Linked DNA regions of Mus musculus: region 1 is linked to region 2. A link is a contact called in public promoter capture Hi-C data. All regions are on one chromosome and are shown on one strand. The core of a region is the stretch at or near the end of the contact, and the rest is flanking DNA. Distances in the headings are between cores, read along the strand shown. Region 1 overlaps Mmd (monocyte to macrophage differentiation-associated). Region 2 holds the start of Tmem100 (transmembrane protein 100).

Region 1 (4,440 bases), core at 1,273-3,772, 240 kb after region 2:
ACAGTACTCACCTACATAGAAATCTGGAGAGTGTTTGAGGAAAGAAGCTAGTGTTGGACACAGCTTTTCCCCTTACTCACAGTGTGAGTATAAACAAAGGCAGATTGAAGTGCACCGTCTGGCTCCAAAGGAGACCTTCAGGGTCATCACCGTCAGCTGTAGGCATGAAAATTACCCACATGAGAGCCGGAAGAAAATGAACTTTGCTATGAGATTGTCTTCTAAGAAAGTTAGAAGCTGCACCCATGAAGTTCACCAACATAGCTGCCTAAACGAGATCTGAACAAAGAGAACACCAATAGCCATATTGATCCTGAAGCTGATCCTAGACACCTGACTCCAGTTACCCCCTGAATGTAACAAATGCTAAGTAGATTATGTAATATCCAGCAAATCTGTCTGAAGGCACACGCGCTCCTTGGGGGCAGGCTTCTGGATTGTAGCCTCCAGATAGCATAGCAAGGAAAGACAGGCCTTTCTGGTAACCCCAAGACCATTCTCCCTCCACTAGGGCTAAAGTTCTCAGATAGCCTGCAGCCTAGTGGCATGGGACAGGAAATATGCGTGCAAAATGAAGAGACAAACAGAAAACGCATCCTGGGCTCTGGCTGCTGCCCACTCCTGGAGAAAGCTGTGTTTTCACCTCCCCTCACCCTTTCAAGGTCCTTTTAACTCTGGATGGAACTGATGATGGGCCAAACCAAGAGGATGGGCAAGGGAAACGTATTGTACTGGGCTAGATTACAGCTAGCTTTGACAGCAAGCATGTTCTAGGCAGCCTGGGTCAATTTCTGCCCTTTTCATCCTAAGAGAAACTTTACCACATTGTTACTCAGTGTGTTAGGGAGAGGCTAGGTGGTCTCCTCGTGGGAAATGCATCCCCTTTGAGTTGTTTAAAAGCTTATATTTCGCTTTCAAGATAAAGAACAGGGAAGCTGGTATAAAGCAGTCCCAAGGGGTGTGTCTAACCATTTGTGTGTCCCTACAGGTATAAAGTGGTTGAACTTTTCTTCTATCTCACGATGGGATTTTCTCCAGCCTTGGTGGTGACATCAATGGTGAGACGTGGCTTTAGAATTTTGGTTCCTTCCTCCCTAAATCCCTGATACTCTGATGTAATGAGAAATGTGCAGTTTTCCCTTTTGGAGCTTTGATATATCCATTAACTATAGACTTGAGAGAGAACCATATGAGTTACACTAGCTATCCCCAAGGCTTGGCAACGCTGTGTATATATTGGGTGGGTTTGTTCTGTACTTTTTTGTTTTGGATGATGGCTTCCCCCCTCAACCCCCATCTCATCACCCTTCTTTCAGAGACTTGTCTAAAAGATTAGAAGTAGCTGTTTGAGGTTGAGTAATGGGGCTATTTAAGCCTGACTCTCTGGAAGAGGCTATTTGGAGTTCTGTTATGGTAAAGAGAGCATGAATGACTGACATAAAATCTTAAGAATTCGAGGGATCTTTGAAGGTTGTGGTGGCCCACCGTATGGTCCCTACCCAGCTGAAGAGGGAAAGCTGTAAGTTTGAGGTCAGAAGGAAAAGCCTAGCATTTGCCCCAGCTTCGTGCTCAGTAGTTTTCAAGTCCTTTTACTTCATTTTTTTAAAATTTGCTTTGAAGTAGTAGTAGCTCTCGTTCTAAGAAAGGAGAGTGGCTTTAAAACAAAACAACTGTTATTTTCCTTTTAACTTTGCTTGAGAATAGCTTGGGAACTTCAGTATAAGAGTGTTACATTATCTTTAGTGAATTCTTGTGTACGGTGTGTTTCAAGTTCTCTTTCCAGTGGAATTACCATGTAGAAAACCATAGACACCTGTCACTTTGAGTCCACAACTATACATTGCAGTCTCATCCAGCTCTGCTGGCCACTGGCTTACTTCCTCCGATGTCTTGTGTTCGGCACTGGCCGTTAGCCACTGTACTAATTAAAGAACTGCAGCTTATTTAGTTTTAACTCATTTCTTTATTCTCAGTTGTCCAGAGTCAGGGTTGGACGTGAGATTTCATTACTGAGTTTCTACACACAATGTGAGAATGTAATTCCATCCCCTAGTGCTCACCTCTCCCCACCCCAATCCCCAGGACCCCCCTCCCACCCCAGGGCTTTCTTCCCTCTCACCAAGGCCCAACTCCCCTCCCACTCCCCAGGGCCCACCTCCAGCTCCCAGGACCCACCTCCCTGTCTCCAGTGCCTACCTCCCCTCTCACTCCCCAGGGCCCGCCCTCCTCAGAAGAGTGCCCCTTGGAGCTAAAATCTGGTTCTGAGGTTTCAGAAAACATTGCTTGTGAAAGTGTCAAAAATTATATTTCCTCGATATATGAGTTTGATGGTAGTTTTAGTAATTTACCTAGCACGACTGCACGGATAAATACATATTATCTATGTCTGTGTGTGCGTACACATAGATGTACATGGCTCACTTGGCAAAGGCAGCAGAAAAGGATGAGAAGAGGTAGGCAGGCATGTGACTGAAGTGAGAAAACTGGGCCACGGCTATTGCATCCATAGGGCAGTTCAGGACAGCCAGAGCCATAATAGCAAAGTCTATGTGGATTGGTTACTAATTATTAGAGCAGTTTCAAGTCAATTCCCTCTGGCTGTCATAAAAGCAGGTTTATCCAGTATTTTTACTGGCCCGAATCTGTAATCGGCCTTTTCCTAGGTGCTATAATAGCCAGTGACTAATGTTTATGAAAATGAAGCAGGGTAATTCACACACTGCTGTCACAGAACTTAGGGTCCAACAGATAGACAGTTTCCGTTCAATAGGAGACTGTAATAAAGTTTTATAATATCCCCGATGGCAGGGGATGGGGAAGGGACAACTCAGGTTGCTATGGAAACATGAGGTTGAAGTACTAAAATAAGTGATAGGTATGCTGATTCAGAAAGACAAGTAGAAAGCAGGAACAGTCAGTGTGAGGCAGGTGTTACCAACAGAGGGTACAGCACGCCTGGGAGGGCACCCCCGCCTTTGGAGAGCTGATAATAATCTGGAGATCTAGACAGAGTCCAGATCAAAAGGGTTATGTAAGAGTGAGCGCTGAGCTGTGGAGCTGAGTCCTGGGTCTCAGGCTTCACTCTTCTGCCACGAAGAGCTAGAGCGCTCAATAATGAATTAAAGCTGCGGGCTCTCCAAGCATTAAGCACAGAGAGTGCGGAGCGGGATGCTTGAAGGCAGAGAAACCAAAAGCTGAGCTCTGGGTTCTACCCCTCCCCCCCACCCCCCGCCCGCATTGTTTTCCTGTAGACTTTCCAAATAGCAATTAAAAGAGAGCACAGAGAACAGCTGTCTTCCTAGAAATCAGACGTGAGACAGTTGATGGGGCAGGGACCTAGGGAGGAGAGAGCTGCCGAGACGGACCTGCAGGAATCTACAAAGGAGTATGCGCGGCCAGGCATCAAGCTGGATGTGTGCAGGGCAGAATTCTGGAAGCCCTCACTGGGAATAACCATTTGATGGCGAGGAGCTAAACAATGCTGCCAGAAGCACTGAATTCAGGGGAATAGTGGAGCGCCCACCATTCCAAGTGGTTAGAACCACATCGGATATCACACATCTCTGGCTTTTGGGTGACCAAGCTTACTTTAGGGGCAGAGGAACTCCGCCCCTCTGTCTTAGTTGCTTTTTTATCACTGTGACAAAAAAAAAGTTCAAAAAGCAAACAAAACAAAACAAAAATAACGACAAAGCACAAAAAGAAAGGGAGGAGGGATTTGTTCTGGCTCGTAGTGTTGGAGGCTTTAGCCTGTAGTTACTTGACTGTTGGCTGTGGGCTCTCTCATGGGAAGGCGTGCTGTGGAGAGAGCAGAAGAGGGTGGAGTACCTCACAGCAGACAGAGAGGTAGCTAAGAAGGAGCCAGGGACAAGCTAAGCCCTTGAGAGGCATGCCCCTGCCAACCTGCTTCCTCCCACAAGGCCCCACCTGAGAATAGGTCAGTATACAAAATCTTCTGATGAAAATAGGCAATGTACGTAGACAATAAAGCAGCCTTTGGTACTAAAGAATTAGAACTGTTCCACAAAATGATAGAGGTGCTCCAAACGTTTAAAGATTCGATGGCATACGCCTATATAAACACTTGCATCTTTGAAGTGACTAGTAAGGAATATGCAACCTGACAAGTTGTGGGCTGCAGCCCAAGCCGTGTTGGGAAAGAGGCACGGTGCTTTAGATGACTCTGTGAGTGTGCAGGTTGCTTTGATGAATCATCCTGACTCGGCCGAGGTACCCAGATGTTTGCCCATTAACAGCCTGGTTGTTGTGAGGGTACTTCTTCAGTAACATTAGCATTCAATTCAGTAGACAGAGAGTATATTCCCTGTGGTGTGTGGGGGTCTCAACCTGAGGGCCTTAAGATAAAAGGACTGAGGTCTTCCTAGCAAGGATCCTCCCCATACCTTTGGATGTCAGCCACAGTAGCCGCGCGTTAACCTG
Region 2 (4,518 bases), core at 90-2,589:
TGCTCCGTTCCTCTTCATTCGGTGGACTGGGTAGGTCCACTCCGAATGGGGGAGTTGGTTCTAGAGTTAAGGCCGAACAAAGTGCTAGCCACCAGAAGCCAGGACAGGCAACTAAGAGGTCCAAGCTGTTCTTTCTCTCCACATGTGGATCTTAGGAGATTCCTGTGCCTGGAACTTGACCAACAAATAGTAAAGACATGTTTGTATCTAAAACACATTTTTTTCTTCTTCCTCTTACTACTGTTAGATCTTTCTACTTAAAAGAAAACTGCCTAGAGCATATTTGGGAGGGGAAATAACAAGAGTTGTTATCCCCAAAGCACACAAAAACACAGATCACTTTCCAAAATGCCCCTGATTTCAGAGTAAAATTGTTGACACACCCTTTAAAAAAAAAAAAGAGTTAGCTAGGAGAAAAGCTGGCCAGCTTCCCGAATTTCACTGAACTCAACGGGCCTTTGTGATGACAGAGATCTTCATGTGGTGATTGGACAGAGAGGAGCCTGAGGAACTGGCATCTTCCGGGATGCTGGAAACTAGCCAGCTCGACCACACCAAGCAAAAGCAAAAACGAAAGTGGGAGGGAGGGAGAATAATCAAACACACGTGAGGGCAGTTCTTCCCCAAATGCAAAGCACAAGTGTGCTCCCCAAAGAGAAACCGCCAGCGCACTTCAATGGCAGAGTGGAAACGCCCCCGGCAGGCTCCCACAGATGGGACCTGCACCAGTGACCTGTTTGTCCTGGAACTGGCCATCCTTCTTGCTTCCTTCCACTGCGGACCCTCCCTCCCCCTAAGCAACGGCTCCTTATTGCTAAGGAAGAGGAGATGCTTTTTAAGTAAGGGGGAATTCTCTCTGACGTAGTAAATCTCCTCACAGCGTTGTTTGTGATGTTCTTGGTGGCCTCAGTTCTTCTGAGATGTGGCAGTCCAGTGTGTTAGCAACCCCATGCAATCTGGCATCTTCACATAAGGAACACTCATTGGCGAACCAGCTTGCTTGACTTCATGGCGACAGGCCACCCAGGCACTACATACAGCCTTATCTCTTATCATCTATCGCTCTTCTTCAGGCTGGCCTCGAACTCAGAAGTCTGCCTGCCTCTGCCTTCCAAGTGCTGAGATTAAAGGCGTGTGCCATCAGTGCGCCGCTATCTATTACTCTTCTTATCACTTAAACCTCATGGTGACAAATCTGCAGAGGATCCCACTCTCCTTTCCGGAATTCTCCAATGGCTTGCCTTTACCCATCCCCACCCCTCCTCCCACACCCATCTCTCCACCCACCCCTACCCTTACTCCTCCACCGCTAATGTAGAAGACCGAAAAGGAGTTCTTTTCTGCAGCTTCACACTACAAAAGAGTGATATCGAAGACTAGGTTAGAGAAAACCATAAAAAAGAATGCTTGCATAAGGATTTTAAACGGGGGAAAGAAAACAGGAGAGATTTTTAGTGACTTTTTAAATAATTGGGTTATGATGGATTCACTCCTGTAATTACAGTGGATGGTGTGGGCACGGAAAAAAAAATAGAAAAGAAAAGGAAAACGTAGAGTAAAATACAACAGCGAGTAAGGAATTTCCTTTCACCAAATTGTCTCCGGTCCCTTAATGGTCTGTAAATCTTGCTGAGTACTTTGTGTACGGTCCCTAGCATGGTGATTTGCATCCCACTGTCGGCCTCGCTGTTGGCCGCCGCTTGCTGCTGTCTCAGTCCACTTCTGGCTGAGAAAGGTAAGGCTCGGTTTCCTTGCTCTTTGAAAGATCTGGGAGAGGCTTGTAGATTGTTTGCCGGGGTTCGCCCGGGGAGGACGGTTCATACACTCGGAAGTCTTCAGGAAAGTTTTCTAAACTTGAGCCTTCCCAAGCCCTGCGCTCAAAGGAAAAAAAAAAAAAAAAAGAACCAGGGAAATTTCCTCACTTTTCTGCACCAAGAGCTTGCAGAAAAAGAGACTGGATGCATTGTGATGAAAATTTGCACGTGGGGCCAGGTGTCGCTTCCCAGGGTGTTTAATACCAGCTAGGCACCCTGTGGGCGGAAGACTGGACATTCAAAGGCGTTTTTGCATGTTTTGCTGTGAAAAATCTTTTTGAATTTCTTCTTAAGAGATAAAGTTGGTTAAAGATGCTTGTGCCCCCGGTTGCCCTGGTGCTTCTACCCTTTTCTTCCTGGCACAATTTCTGGTTAATCTCTGAGCTTTCCATTTCTTTAAATTTACCAGTTCAAATCAGGAGTTGTCTAATTTTGGAGACTGGCATCTTCTTACCTAGACAGATGCCTTTACACTGTGCTGGGACAGTGGCGCGGAGCGCCACACCTGAAACCATGAGAAGCCGAAGCTTCCAAGTTAGAAGTAGCAGCAAACCTGTGGCCTTGCACCCTGGAGGCACAGCTCTGTTCAGTGTCTCTCCTTACCGTTTCATCCTGGGGCTCGCCATGGGAAAGGATGCCTCTCTCCCCTGTAGGTTCATTTCTTTACCTTCGGCTTAGGAAGCAAGGGAAAATGATCTTCCACTAGGATATGGTGATGTTCAGAACTTCCTGGCTGCTACTGGGGATTTGCTTAATATACAGTAAATGGCCTGTGCTAGGAATCAGGGAGGTCTTGCCCCAAAGGCAGGAGTTCCCAAGTGGGAAGCAGCTCTCTTTGAGGGTTTCTATTTGATGTAGCCTAGACCCTAGGTCACCATCTTCTGAATACCCTGGTTCCAAATATGCCCAATCTCGCCATCCAGCGATGTCACTAGTTATACGTGAGACTCCATTTCTCTAAGACTCACATTGGAAGCTGTGGGTGATGGCAGTCTGGGCTTCCAGCTGGCCTAGAGGTACCTCCTATACCCAGCATGTTGGACCTCTGACTCAGGTCTCGGTAACTTCTCAGTGTGATCAATTGGAACCAAGGAGCACTTGCTCTGGCTCACATTGGAGGAAAGGGACTCCTGGTCTCTCTGTGTCCCCCTTGGAAGCTAGGAGGGTGAGAGGTCCAGGGGGCAAGCCAGTGGCTAAAGAGAGCTAAGCATCCCTCGGATGGGAAGACGAAGCTATTCTGTCAGTGATGTGAATGAGGAGACTGGACCAGGAATTGGTAAGACTTGCACAGATGAAGGAAATCCTGGGATAACCTTTAGAAATATGGGCAGGCTTGCCATAGTGCTCTTGCTTTGCCACCGACCTGCTTCACCCCAGGTTTTAGTGGCATTTCTGTAAGACAGCCTAACCCTGTCAGGTCACTGATGATGCTGGGGCACAGCCTTGAGGATATTATTCGAAAGAATGGTGTGCCAGGTGCGTGTTTGAAGATTTAAGATATATTATTGATTAAAATAGGACCAGAAACAGCAAGGCTTGGCATAGGCGGACTATATTATGGACCGATTTATTCAGACTCTACATTTTATAAGCTCCGAGGGTGAGCTTGCACCTATTCATGACTGAGGTTCAGTGGGCCTGGTGGTGAAGGTCTGTGACTGTAGCGACTGAAGAAACTGAGACAGGGGGATTTAAAGGTCAAGGCGGAGAGTGGGCTGGGAATATAGCTGAACGGTAAAGTTCTTGCTGAGTACATATGAGACTCTGGGCTCGATCTCCAGGATAGAGGAAAAACTGGGGTCTGAAGCGAGAGTTTATTTCTTTGTGAACTTAAGTCATTTTATTTACCTCTGTATGTCTCCATAACTTTATTTACAAATGAATGAGAATACTAACGTGTGTCAGTCCTTAATATCATACCACACCCATAATAAGTGCTTTGTCCATAGAGGCAATGTTGCTGGTGACAGTGGTGGCCAATTTCAGGTTTGCCAAAACCACTCATCGCCCAGAACAAGCAGTAAGCAATCCCTGCTTAAATCAAGATAACCCGGGGTTTCCCAGCTTAACCAGGAATGTAGTCTTTCCCGCCCTCTTCTGTAAATGAAGGAACATCAAACGAGGGGAGGGGCCATCTCACACATACATGAGTAAAAAAAAAAAAAAAAAAAAAAACAAACCTGTGAGCATAGAGCATTGGCTTTCTGCTGGTCTAGAGGCTGGGCTCGGAGGTTTGACAACTCCACAGCTGTTCCTGCCTCTGAGGAGCGTCTGTCCCCCGGCTCTGTCCGTCAGCTAGGTCTGCAGTGCTGACTCTGGGATTCTCTTATGAAAATGCCTGATTGCCCAGCCAGAGGAGGAGGAGGAGGAGGAGGAGGAGGAGGAGGAGGAAGATCTAGAGTTAGGCTGGGGAAAAAAATGAGTAACTCAGAGCAGCCTGCTTCAATAAATGCTGGGAGAGAAAGAAAAGCCGAGGCTGGCTCCAGTCTCTGGGGACTCTGAGGTGATGATCCGGAATTATCATGTCCCCGAGCGGAGTTGGAGCATGCCAAAACTCTGAATCTGCTGGTGAGGAAAAGAAGAAGGAAGAAAGAAGAAAGAAAGGAAAAAGAAGGGAGGGACATGCTAGAGGAAGAGGGAGTTAATTGAGAGGGGAGGGGAGGGGAGGGCAAGCCTCCCTGAGGAGCCGGGGTGACAGGAAAGA

What was found. Promoter capture Hi-C pulls out the DNA fragments that hold promoters and counts their contacts.
Region 1: a promoter capture Hi-C map of liver shows a contact between it and region 2. The contact joins the enhancer-like site here to the promoter of Tmem100 in region 2. A contact is called at or near these places in 3 of 39 promoter capture datasets (the C10 cell line and liver), 1 of 115 datasets of contacts at active chromatin or transcription factors (bone marrow-derived macrophages) and 1 of 9 other capture datasets (macrophages).

What each region holds. Positions count from the first base shown.
Region 1 is chr11:90,266,524-90,270,963 of GRCm38.p6, forward strand. Mmd (monocyte to macrophage differentiation-associated) reads left to right here. Exons shown (of 7, transcript NM_026178.2): 6 at 989-1,058. Among named protein-coding and RNA genes, the nearest start is that of Mmd, 19 kb to the left of the region's middle. Within about 2 kb of position 2,523, at least 44 of the 459 cell types and tissues checked have an H3K27ac peak or open chromatin away from gene starts, as enhancers often do. A contact at or near this core is called in liver, where this site is marked.
Region 2 is chr11:90,029,009-90,033,526 of GRCm38.p6, forward strand. Tmem100 (transmembrane protein 100) reads left to right here and starts at 1,340. Exons shown (of 3, transcript NM_026433.2): 1 at 1,340-1,735.